Linked DNA regions of Mus musculus: regions 1, 3 and 4 are each linked to region 2. Evidence: chromatin contacts called from public Hi-C and promoter capture Hi-C data. All regions are on one chromosome and are shown on one strand. Each heading gives the region's core, a stretch centred on a gene start, on an enhancer-like site or on the middle of the called end of the contact. The rest is flanking DNA. Distances are from core to core; before and after follow the strand shown.

Evidence for each region. Promoter capture Hi-C pulls out the DNA fragments that hold promoters and counts their contacts. A called contact is a pair of places that touch in the nucleus more often than the background predicts.
Region 1: a promoter capture Hi-C map of pre-B cells shows a contact between it and region 2. The contact joins the promoter of Rrs1 here to the promoter of Tcea1 in region 2. A contact is called at or near these places in 1 of 39 promoter capture datasets (pre-B cells), 1 of 484 Hi-C or Micro-C datasets (uterus) and 1 of 9 other capture datasets (pancreatic islet).
Region 3: a contact with region 2 is called in a Hi-C map of B cells, with 6 read pairs. The contact joins the promoter of 1700034P13Rik here to the promoter of Tcea1 in region 2. A contact is called at or near these places in 2 of 39 promoter capture datasets (cranial neural crest and pre-B cells) and 2 of 484 Hi-C or Micro-C datasets (B cells and CD4 T cells).
Region 4: a contact with region 2 is called in a promoter capture Hi-C map of pre-B cells. The contact joins the promoter of Sgk3 here to the promoter of Tcea1 in region 2. A contact is called at or near these places in 2 of 39 promoter capture datasets (cranial neural crest and pre-B cells).

What each region holds. Positions count from the first base shown.
Region 1 is chr1:9,544,081-9,547,057 of GRCm38.p6, forward strand. It overlaps Rrs1 (ribosome biogenesis regulator 1), which reads left to right and starts at 1,328. Exons shown (of 1, transcript NM_021511.2): 1 at 1,328-2,977. The coding sequence starts at 1,444. The coding sequence ends at 2,541.
Region 2 is chr1:4,856,418-4,859,429 of GRCm38.p6, forward strand. It overlaps Tcea1 (transcription elongation factor A (SII) 1), which reads left to right and starts at 1,277. Exons shown (of 10, transcript NM_011541.4): 1 at 1,277-1,559. The coding sequence starts at 1,497.
Region 3 is chr1:9,746,043-9,749,123 of GRCm38.p6, forward strand. 1700034P13Rik (RIKEN cDNA 1700034P13 gene) reads left to right here and starts at 1,606. Exons shown (of 4, transcript NR_040462.1): 1 at 1,606-2,562. It overlaps Vcpip1 (valosin containing protein (p97)/p47 complex interacting protein 1), which reads right to left and starts at 2,340. Exons shown (of 3, transcript NM_173443.3): 1 at 1-2,340. The coding sequence starts at 2,114.
Region 4 is chr1:9,796,173-9,799,471 of GRCm38.p6, forward strand. It overlaps Sgk3 (serum/glucocorticoid regulated kinase 3), which reads left to right and starts at 1,958. Exons shown (of 18, transcript NM_133220.2): 1 at 1,958-2,074.

The DNA.
Region 1 (2,977 bases), core at 78-2,577, 4.7 Mb after region 2:
ACACCTGGCCCTCCTGCCTCTTTCTCTAGAGTGCTGGGATTATACACCATACCCAGTTTAGTCTGCATTTTTTAAATGTCTATTTATGGGGGACGGGGAAGGCAGTGAAGGATGGAGATAACAATGATACCTGTATGAAAGCACCATATTGAAAATAATTACTTTGCATTCTAACCAAAAACTTAGTTTAAAAAATGGAACTGGACACTGGATATTGCATGCCTGAAACACTAATGCTTGAGAGAGAGGTAGGAGAATCAAGAAGTTCTCAGTGGTGGTGCACACCTTTAATCCCAGCACTTGGGAGGCAGAGGAAAGCAGATTTCTGAGTTCGAAGCCAGCCTGGTCTACAGAGTGAGTTCCAGGACAGCCAGGGCTATACAGAGAAACCCTGTCTCAAAAAATAACAAAAAACAAACAAACAAAAAAGAAGTCAAGTTCTCTTTCGATGTACAGGGAGTTCAAGCTCGGCCTCCGGTTCATGTGATCTAAACTAAAAAATAAATAAATCAGTAAAAGTCTACTTATGTGACAAGACAAAAAAACCAACCAAACAAACAAACAAACAAAACACTTTTTTGGATGACATTAGATGAACATGTGCCCATTCTAACACCGGACTGAGGTAAAAACCTATAAAAATAGATGGCAGTAAATAGTAAACTGAGATTTTTAACTCCCTAGGCCACCATGACTACTGAATAAAAACTATTTGGTTTTCACTGGATCTTAGCCTTCCTCCAAGCTTATTAACACATTTACCTTTAAAACACTCCTGGATACTACCAGAGTCTCCATCTTCCACGATTTTTCAGGCCTACACAAATATCACAGGAACAAACAATGGCATGGCCAGAATTGGTGCCCAGGCCACGTACAGACAAACTGCAAGCCCTACTAAGTCGCAAAACAATGCCTAACTTGGACAGGTATCCGTGGGATCTGTCTCCGCTCACACCTAGGGCACAGAGAACGGGCTATAACTCTGGGGAAATAATTTGTCTCGCCCCAAACACCTCTGTAATAGATTTACCCATAGACACTGTGGTGTAGACGCTCCATTCGGAAGCTACAATGCAGGCACTTCCAAGAGTTTGAGCAGCCCGCGTCCTACTGCACTACCTCTGCCCCACAGCATGCTGGGAAACGTAGTCCCAACCAGGTCCTGAGCTGGTTAGCCAACCCTCAGCGCCAGTCGGGCCAACATCCGGTGACGAATCCAAGTCCCGCCTCTAAGCCCATCTGCTGTCCAATGCCGCCCTCTGCCGGTCTTTACCTCCCCGCCTAGCTGTGAGCCGCTTCCAGACAACCCGGAAGTGATCTTTCCTCTTCCGGATTACGGGTCCGGACGTCCGCACGTGGTTGCCGGTTTAGGGTGCTGCTGTAGTGGCGATACGTCCCGCCGCTGTCCCGAAGTGAGGGATCCGAGCCGCAGCGAGAGCCATGGAGGGCCAGCGCGTGGAGGAGCTGCTGGCCAAGGCAGAGCAGGAGGAGGCGGAGAAGCTGCAGCGCATCACGGTGCACAAGGAGCTGGAGCTGGAGTTCGACCTGGGCAACCTGCTGGCTTCGGACCGCAACCCCCCGACCGTGCTGCGCCAGGCCGGGCCGTCGCCGGAGGCCGAGCTGCGGGCCCTGGCGCGGGACAACACGCAGCTGCTCATCAACCAGCTGTGGCGGCTGCCGACCGAGCGCGTGGAGGAGGCGGTGGTCGCGCGCTTGCCGGAGCCCGCCACTCGCCTGCCCCGCGAGAAGCCGCTGCCCCGACCACGGCCGCTCACCCGCTGGCAGCAGTTCGCGCGCCTTAAGGGAATCCGTCCCAAGAAGAAGACCAACCTCGTGTGGGACGAGGCGAGTGGCCAGTGGCGGCGCCGTTGGGGCTACAAGCGCGCCCGGGATGACACTAAAGAATGGCTGATCGAGGTGCCTGGGAGCGCCGACCCCATGGAAGACCAGTTCGCCAAGAGGACTCAGGCCAAGAAAGAACGCGTGGCCAAGAATGAGCTGAACCGTCTGCGGAACCTGGCTCGCGCGCACAAGATGCAGATGCCCAGCTCAGCCGGCCTGCACCCTACTGGACACCAGAGTAAGGAAGAGCTGGGCCGCGCCATGCAAGTGGCCAAGGTTTCCACCGCTTCGGTGGGACGCTTCCAGGAGCGCCTTCCCAAGGAGAAAGCTCCCCGGGGCTCCGGCAAGAAGAGGAAGTTTCAGCCCCTCTTTGGGGACTTCGCAGCCGAGAAAAAGAACCAGTTGGAGCTACTTCGAGTCATGAACAGCAAGAAACCTCGGCTGGACGTGACGAGGGCCACCAACAAGCAGATGAGGGAAGAGGACCAGGAGGAGGCTGCCAAGAGGAGGAAAATGAGCCAGAAAGGCAAGAGGAAAGGGGGCCGGCAAGGACCTTCGGGCAAGAGAAAGGGCGGCCCGCCGGGTCAGGGAGAAAAGAGGAAAGGAGGCTTGGGAAGCAAAAAGCATTCCTGGCCTTCTGCTTTAGCTGGCAAGAAGAAAGGAGTGCCGCCCCAAGGTGGGAAGAGGAGGAAGTAGCGTTCTCCCCTCGGGACCAGTTCTGAAAAGCTGGGACTGTACTAAAAGTTAACTTGGGCGGTATAGGTGGCCGCTGCCCTCAGTGACATTTGACATTAAAAGGACGGGTTTGCCTTCCCTCGAGTCAGTGCTGGACGAGTTAATAGAGACACTGACTGGAAATTGGTGTATTTTGAGAATTATAGAAATGATATAGCCAGAACCAGGAATAAGTTAAGGCCTGCCTTTTTATCTTGACTTTGGATACTGCGTTACAGTAGATTGGTTTCAACATTTTTGCATTATTTTTATAACAAAGCTTGTGTATTTATCAAAGCGGGGAGGGCGGGGGAAAATTATATCTACCTGTGATTTGCAAGTATTGTAAATGGATGCAGGTACCTGGTGTTGCTTTTAACTTTTACTGTCGGTAGAGGTTGCATGTGAAGCCAGTAAC
Region 2 (3,012 bases), core at 27-2,526:
TGGGGTTCTGAGATGGAATTCCCAGCACCTGCAGAAAAAAGCTGGGCATAGATGTGCATTCCTGCAACCACAATGCTTGGGAGTCTAAGAGAGGCCGATTGGGGAATTTGCTGGCCAGTCAGCCTAGCTGACTTCAAACTTCTAATTCAGGGAGAGACCCTGTCTCAAGGCAGTGGAGACCAGATAGATATCTTGAACCATAAAGGGCTTTATCTTAGTATAGAGAGAATCTTAAGTGGTAAATTTTGGTTAATGGTAATTAACTTTGAAATGCTGTTATGCATAGTGTGAATTGGTAGTAAATGGTTTAACTGGACACAGACCCACTTTCTCATCTGCAAATGAGAAAATGTTGTCCCCTCTTTTTTTTTTTTTTTTTTTTTTTTTTCCGGTTTTTCGAGACAGGGTTTCTCTGTGTAGCTCTGGCTGTCCTGGAACTCACTTTGTAGACCAGACTGGCCTCGAACTCAGAAATCCGCCTGCCTCTGCCTCCCAAGTGCTGAGATCAAAGGCGTGGGGCACCACTGCCTGGTGATTGTCTCCTCTTTATTACCTCACAAGGAAATTGAAGGAAAAGGACAAAGAAAATAAATGAAAAGCATGAGTTATGGGTGAAAAATGGTACTGAACCATTTACTTTCAATAGAAACTGATTAGTCAAAGTGGAATTCACTGTTACCCTGGGGAGCTATACTTTATTTGATCTTAAGTTTAAAGTGTGAAAATGCACATTAGTTATATGCCACGGCCTTCTATCATGCTTGGTGACAAATGTTTAATTTGACACGACATGTGTTTTAGTTAACTTTTTTCATTGGAAAGAAGATATTTTGAGTCTTAAAAGTCTGTAATGTTCATTGGCTCCTGATTTATTAACTTTCAACACATGGAACAAAGTAAAAACAATCCCAGACACTATACATGTCATTTTTTTACCGTGGCTTTTTTTAAGTCACAATTCTCAAGGCCGTCGTCTTTTTAGTCGGTTTTCATCAGCAGGCTAGATGGTTTGAATATCTGAGTCCAAGAGTGAGCCTCAGTGCTCATGCGCTTTAAGCCCTCGGCAATGCCTGTCCTGCGTCCCAGAGAACGCTCTGCCGGAGGGGTTTCGATGGAACTCGTAGCAACCTACCGCCTACTGCCTGATCCCTCTGGCGTGAAAGCCGGACTCCGTCCAACTCCAGCTCGCCAGCAACGCGAGTCCGGATAGGGCCGGAAGTTCCAGACTGCTGGGGGCGGGAATAGATTAAAAGAACAGCGCACGCCTGAGCGAGCCACTTCTACTTTCCAGTCTCCTGCGATCGATTCGTAGTGCCTGTGTGGCGCGCGCGGTGCTTGACTGGCACGGCCTAGGGGGCGGAGCGCTTATCCCTGCCGCCGCGGGCCGGGTCTGTGAGGAAGGCCTAGGCCAGCGGCTTCGCGGCTTGTCCAACGTCCGCGCAGCTTCTCTCGCTTCCCGTCCGCTGTGGCCGGGCGAGGGGAGGCCTTCCGGAGCCATGGAGGACGAGGTGGTTCGCATTGCCAAGAAGATGGACAAAATGGTGCAGAAAAAGAATGCGGTAAGCGGGCGGGCCCGGGGCAGGCCGCGGCCGAGTCCGCGACACCGGCCCACGCGGAGTCAGTCAGGGCCGGGCCGGGCCGGGCCGCGCCGCGCGCCCTCCGGGCTTTCAGGTCCGTGCTGCCCACGGCCGCAGTGAGCCCAGGACTGAAGCCCTCGACGCTGGGCTGAGAGAATGTACGGTGGCCGCCGCCGGTTACCCCAGAGCGGCTTCGCTGGGTGCCGCGGTCAGTTGCAGACGGGCCGTAAAGTGTGTTTATCCCAGCTCTGCCTTACACCCACTTGGTAATCACAAACAGAAAATACGCCGCCCCTTGGCAAGTCGGCCTGCGTGCGATGTGCCGGGCAGCCGGCTGCTGCTGCTCCGCGGGTATGGTGCTGAGGCTGCAGCGGGACGGATGACATCCTCTGTTCCTTGATTGGTCTGTGTGGATGTGTCCCTCGGTGTGTACCACTTTCCATCCCTTTGCTTCCACACTTGACCTCTCCAGCCAGCTTCACTTGAATCTCTTCTTCCAGACGCAGCAGGTTTGCATTATCAAAACACCAGAGACTTTTGCCATTTGTGAAGTAAAAGCCGTGCAGAGATGCTAAACGTTTGTGCAGTGAGTGCTTTAGAGTTACGCGCCTCTGCAGAATTCTTTTTATGAGTCAAGAAACTGAGTCAGAGCTAAAGTGCTGTCGCTTAAATACTGTGTAGTTTTGCTTGAGCTAGGAGCTCGCTGACTTTCCACTCGCTGCCAGCTTAGGATTTAGTGTTAATACCAAATAATGTAAGACTTTCAGACGCCCCCGGTTCCTCTTTCTTAAACAGGTGTGTTGACCCGCATTTAATTTCATGCCCCGTTAATCCGTATGTACGATTTTGGTCCTTTCAAATATTTCCTGTTTGTTTTCTGTTCCAGATATTAGCCTGTGTTGTTTTTCTTTCTTACTGATTGAGCTATTTCATTACTTGATGCAGGTGATGAGTTCTGGTTATATGATAGGTTAAACATTTTTTTTTTTTTTAAATTGGGAAACCTCTCTCTGGCTGAAGGTTCCCAGATTGCCACAGAGGAAACTCGCAAGAAGAAAAAAGTCATTAACTTCGTAACTTATTTTCCCAAATACATCAAGACAGACTTCAAGTCATTCTCAAATCTGATTTCTGGTAGTGCAAAACCATAACTAAGATGAAAATTTGTCTTGAAAAAGAAGACAAAGCTGTTTTTTTTTTTAATTGCTTTTTCTTTCATTTTCCAGTCCTGAAATTCAAACAGGCTGATGAAATGCAAAGAAAGATCAAAATGATACTCAATAAATTCTTGGGCCAGGCATTGGTGCTGCACGCCTTTAATCCCAGCATTTGGGAGGCAGAGGTAGGCGGATTTCTGAGTTCGAGGCCAGCCTGGTCTACAGAGTGAGTTCCAGGACAGCCAGGACTATACAGAGTCTCAAAAAAAAAAAAAAAA
Region 3 (3,081 bases), core at 356-2,855, 4.9 Mb after region 2:
TCTTCCTTATGCAAAGTTTTTGTTTTCTGTCCAGTAAGAATAATTTTAGTTGGTAGCTGCGACTCCAATTCTTGTCCTTGCACATCTCCAACTCTCTGAGCATGAGCACCATCTATATTTACAGGAGTGTAATCGTCCGGATTTTTTTTTGCAGTCTGATGCAATATAGTGTGGACAACTTTCTGAACTAGGATCTCACTCCCAAATTCACCTGGAAAGTGCTTGGTAACAAGTTTCATTGCAACATCATAAACATTACTATTCAAAGATGGATCGCTTTCATACTGAAACCAATATACTGTTTCTCTGACTACTCTTCCTCCCCACTCCAAAGTGATAGGAAAAGCTTCTGGAAGATTGTCATACTCTTTACCTTCCCAAAAATGTTTGAATCCACAACCACATTTGCCACCAGTAGACCTAGAATTAGTTCTGTCTCCATCCAAATACACAATAGAGCCATCTCCTCTGACTCTTCGCACAGATGAGCCATGGCACCAATTACAAGCTGTTAGATTACTCAATCCATAGTCTGGTAGCAGAACATCTTTTACTGGATCATATGAACAAACCAAATTGTTTAAGGGAAAGCTGTAATTTTTGTCAGGCCTCAACTGCCCATGAGTACTTTTTGCCAAGTTATACAGTTTCCCTCCTGGAGCCAACCACTCAGAAGGGACATGAAGTTCAGAAAGGGCACCACAAAGCAAACACTTGTGAAGGCGATTGTCCATTACTGCCTTTTTAGCAGCTGCTGTAACTTCCTCAGGCTGAACTCCTATCACCCCAGTCCTTCTGTAGAAATACTGATGTACATCAGCAACCAAACTAGGATGGATACCATGTTTGTCCATAAAGACTTCTTCCATAGCAGCAACCAGCCTAAGTAAGTACTTATCCTGCAAACTTCTGTCTCCTCCAATAACACAGCCACCATCCTCCTCAAGCTTGATGTACTTTTTAATAAGGTCCTGAGGCACACCCCATGCTTTAGGTAACAAATTCATGGGTAGTTTGGGCAGGGCAGCCCCCTTTATGCCTACCAAGGGAATATAATGGTTTCTACCAGAGCTACTCCACGCAATACAGATTGGCTTGTTCAAATGACCATCTCTCCCAGTGCATTTCTCTGCAGGTATGAGGCCAGGTAGAAAGGTGGCTGAATAATCACCAGAGCTTCTCATGCCGCTGAGGGAATCTAAAAGAATTATGGGACGATGTAACACATTGGCAAGGCCGAATATGTGGATATTCCTCAGGCCTAAGGGGACACCTTCAGGTGGCACAAACAGAGGGTCACATTCATTGATAATGTCCTCCCACTCGGCAGCATCAATAAAGTCATGAAACAGGGCTTGATATCGGGCTAGGTGCTGCTGAAAGTGCTGCTTAAGATTCTCCCTCAGAGCATGCCAGAAGAGCTCTCGGCCTACTAGAGCCCTAGACACAGCATGCACTAGGCAGTGTCCATCCCCATCCACATGCACTGGGATGAGGCATTCTTGACTTTTATTAGCCCGTTTGATATCCTCGAGCGTGTCGTGCAAATACAGGAGGCTTCCGGAGCGGTCCTTGCCATAGCCCACTGTGTTGACGTGCTCTGGTTCGATGAGGAAGGCCCGGTCACCAAGTAACGCGCAATCGAACAGTTCGCCTTGGTTCATGTCCCGGAGAAGCTTGGCCCGGCCCGTTTGTTTGTCCATTCCATAGCGTGCCAATATTGGCGACAATAATTTGCAGTGGTAGTTGGAGAGGCCCATCACCTTTACCAGTTCCGTGTTCTTCTTGGGAGCCCCCGTCACTCCGAGTAGCGCGTTCCGCAGCAGATTGTGCAGCACTACGTCCGGGTCGGTCACCTCCTCCACTCCCAGCAGCTGTTGCTGCTCGTGCCGCTGTCCGCACTCGGTACACTCGATGCTGACAGAACCCGAGGCCGGGAAGAAGAGGCGCGCCTGGCACTTGGGATCCGGGCAACTCCCGGAAAGGATTCTTCGGTCCCTTCGTTTCGAAAGGCCCCCCGGAGAAGCCGCCGCCGCCAGAGACGACGAAGTCTGCGGAGCCTCAGGGGGAGGCGGCGGCGGCGGCAGCGGAGGAGGCGGCGGCGGCTGAGACATCGCTCTCGGCTCTCGCTCGGCGTCCCAAGCGACCCTCAAAGGCACATAGCCAGACCTCCGCCGGCCCGACGAGGTCTAGTCCAGGCCCAGGGCGAATGGCTTTCCTTTTCCTACCAGTTCCTCCTCCTCCTAGGCGAAGGCGGAAGCGCCGGACGTTGTTTCTCTTCTCACTTCTCCACTGCCTTAGCCGTTGCCCCGAACGTAACGGCCACCACCCCACCCCGCACTCACACTCACTCACTCTCGCTCTCTCCCTCAGACACAGACATACACGCCCTCACTGAGACTGCGCAGGCGTAGCTTCTGCTCTGCCCTCTGGGAACCAGAGTCTTCCGGCTCCTCTCTCGCGAAGGAGTGCTAGGCGCTTCCGTCCAGAAAGAACTTCAAATACCGTGATGCAAAGCGACTCGACGCACGCGGGGAGGAGGAAGAGGAAGGCACTCGGAAGGTGGGGGCAGAAAGGAAGTCGATGATTCGCGGAGCTTGTCGGTAGTTGTATTTTTAACTGGATCTCTTTTGTAGTTTGTCCCCCATTCTATGGCCCACGAGAAAGAGTCAGAGAAATCACATTCCTAGGCTGCTGTGGGTAGTGTCCCCCTGCACTTTCCCCTTGCGCAGAAAGGAGTGTGCTTGGGGAAAACAAAAGTGCAAAGGATTGGTGTGGAAGAGGGTCTAAAGTCCACCACCACTGCTAGGAAGTCCGGGTTAAAGGTCCTAAGAACATGGAAGGAGTTTTCTATGAGGCTACTTTTTTTTTTAAGTATATTAATTTTTCAAATACGATGTCATTTTTTTAAAATTACCACTTAGCTAGCAAGTGCCGTAACTGAGCTTCTATCTTATTCGTAGTTATAAGCTGGTAGGTTAATGATGAAAGGTCACAGTTTGAGAATTACTGATCGCCAACTTGTAAGAACACTTTTAAAGAAAACATCCTGTTATTATATTTGTCTTTTTGTATGTCTGT
Region 4 (3,299 bases), core at 708-3,207, 4.9 Mb after region 2:
ACTCAAAGCACACCCTTACATGCATCTGGAGACGCATCTCAGCGGTGTAGCAGACGCCTAGTGTATATACAGCATCCAGGATTTGATCCCTAGAATTAAGTAGAAAAGTTAATTTTAAGGGTGAGGAAGATGGCTCAGTCAGTAGAGTGCTTGCTGCACTGATGTGAGGACCTGAGTTTGGGTGCCATGTACAAAGCCAGCTATGATGGTGCCTAATCACAGCGCTGGGAAGGCAGACAGGGGAGGACCCTGGAGCTCACAGGACAGCCAAGATGCCAACAGCCAGGTCTAAGATCAGCAAGAGACTCCATCTCAGAAAATAAGCCGGACAACGTCTGGGGAAGAAAACTACTTCTGATCTCCACCCTGTATGCATGCTTACATGTGTGTGCATGTACACACACACACACACACACACACACACACACACACACACTCACTCACAAGCCCATACCTAACTTCCTCTTAATCAAATGAAGATCATCCTCATTTCTTGTCCATAAATGTTGGTGGGCTCTCGATCTCTCTTCCCCCCTCCCCCGCCCCACGTTCTTTATAGTGGTAAGACAAATTTATCCTGGAAACACTAAAATGGTTTCCATCTGTTTTTTTTTTTTTCCCTAACGTCAAAATGTGGTGATAGTTAGGTATTTATCTTTTAATCGAGAATGATGTCATTCCCTTAGTGTTTATTGACATAAAATTTCCTTTTGTCCAAGAGCATTTCTTCAGTATTATGAATATGGCTTTAATTAGCAGATACACTGATCACTTGTTTTTTTGTCACAGAGAAGATGTGTGCTTTATTGTGTGTATTGCTTTGTAAGCAGATCATAGTGGAACATATAAATGACTGCTGCAATATGTTGGGCTCTATGAACTGTATTTTCTTGTCCATTTCCCAAAGCCATGGAGAATCGCTGTTAAGAAAGTCCTGTGAGAATAATAGGTTTCACAGTATAAAAGAATTTGGGTTCACAACCTATTTTAAGGACAAGGCCATATTGCAGCATGGATAGTACAAATAACTTTTCTTACATTTATTCATGAGGCTAAATCTTCTGAGTATCGTTCTAAAATATAAAGAGTTCTTTGAATTTACGGAACTCACTCATTCATCTCAGTTCCTCTATTTGTTCATAGATTTGTGGCAAATTTTCTGGAACCATATGATTCAAAGGGTAGATTAATGTAAAATATGAAGCATGCCATGCAGACAGAAATCCTTTAAACAGTTGTGTGGGTCTACTTTCACGTGGTATCAGATAAAACCTAAACTACAGTGGTGGTGTGGCTCTCTAGTTCAAAATTTTAACTCTACTCCACAACCATTGAATCGTGTAATTCTTAGTTCCCCATTCACAGAACGGGTTTTTAAAAACGCAGCTTCTGTAGTTAAATGGACAAGCACCAGCAGTAGAGTGTGTTGGGTAGTTTAAAAATAACAAACAAAAATAATCCATAGATCTAAAATGATCAAGAGAAACGCATATTATCTGTACATAGCATCTATCTGCCAATTTGTGAGAGCCCTCGCTCATCCATAAACACTGGTCAAAAAAAAAAAAAAAAATCAATCTGCTGACGTGGGAAAAAGTGTAGAAAACTGCCCAGAAAAAGCTAAAGGAAGCACAGTGGGCTCTCCAGATCGTCCGAATACTTATTTGGCTTCTGCAGCGTCCAGCTTGCAGGAAGCCGCAGCCCCCAGCCCTCTGCCACCGCCCGGGTCCGCTCTGCCGCCCGGGCTCCCGAGTGGGCCAAGGTCACCCTCGCCGCGGACCTCGCGCATCCCGTCAGCTGAGCGCAGGAGTCCGGCGGCGTCTCCTCCTGAACTTTGCACCCCGCGTGACGGGCGAGCGCGGGTAGCCGAGCGGTCCCGCCATCCGCGCGGGTCCCGGCCGACCCCGCCGTCCCCTCGCGCCGCCCGCCCGCCCGCCCGCCGCCCGGCGCTTCGCGGGAGGAGCCGCCGTGACGCGTCAGGGAGGAAACGCCGGCGCCCGGCCGCGCCGCCGGGAAGAAGAAACTGCCAGCGCTCTGGGCTCCGCGCCCGGGCGCCCGGACGCCGCACAGCCGGGTAGGTGCGGGGCGGGTGCGCCGGTCTGCGTGCCGGGGTCCCGGCCGGGCTCTCTCGGGCGCCGGGGTCCCGCCGCGGCCCGGCGCGGTCTTTGTGTGCTCCGGGAGAGCTCAGCGCCGTGGCGTGGGGCTCCCTCGCGCGGGGGAGCGCGGGCGGCTCGCCCGGCCCCCCGAGCGGGGCAGCGGGTGGCGAGGACCCGGGAGCCCACCTGACGCGGGATGGGGTTCTGCGCGGACCCGCCGGGGCGACGGTGTGAAGTGGTCGGCAGGGCTAGATCGCGTCGCCACTCTTTTTCAAGTTCTCAGACTCGAACCCTTCGGTCTGTTTTCGCTCGGTCGATTCTCACGGTTCAAGCACCGACGAATGCCGCCTTAAAGCGCGCTGAGGTTTTCGGTTCTAGGGCGCGCTTAGGGATGGTTCTTTGGACCGGTAGAAAAGAGAAGGGATTCGCCTCTTGAAACAAAGGTCTTTGACTTAATGTTGCACCGAATGCCTGGTTGAACTGCAGTTCTGCAGGCAGAGACTATGCTGGATGCACTTAGGATTCGAGAATAAACACAGAAGAAGAAAGAGAGAGAGAGAGAGGGGGAGAGAGAGAGAGAGAGAGAGAGAGAAAGAGAGAGGAAAACAAAACAACAAAACCCCAAAAACGCCTCTTGGGTAGAGTCTTGCCCTTCTCACTAGATTGTTTACCTAACAGGCCTGGAAAGTGCCTGCTTTATTTAGCAAACACAGCTCATACTATGAACTGCTCTGTTTCCTAAGTGCTTTATAAATATTACCTCAAATTCTTAACTCAAAATGATAAGTTATTTGTGGTTGTAGCCACGAAGAGGCCATGCATACTCTAGTTCCCCAATGTTATAGAAAGAGCTGGAAACATTAGAGGAAGTTTCAGACATATTTTAGGAATGGGTGTGCCTTCTGCCCCCTTAGGCTACCACTCCCTTAAGGCAAGTTCTTACCCTTCATTCCCCGTAGGATTCAGGCGTGGAGAGATGGGACCTGTTGCTGGCAGGTCTCAGGCCAGATCCCATGTAACTTCAGAAAGGTGGACTCTCTGATTCCAAGTCTGACAACTCAGACATCAGAAGTTCCCTTTCTTTACACTGCCACTGGACTGAACCTAGTTTTGTTTTTATAGGGAGCTTTGTTTTCAATATGTTTGACAATTTATATGACGTGGCTCAGATGGGAGCATCAGATTAAACTTGAACTGTGAAAC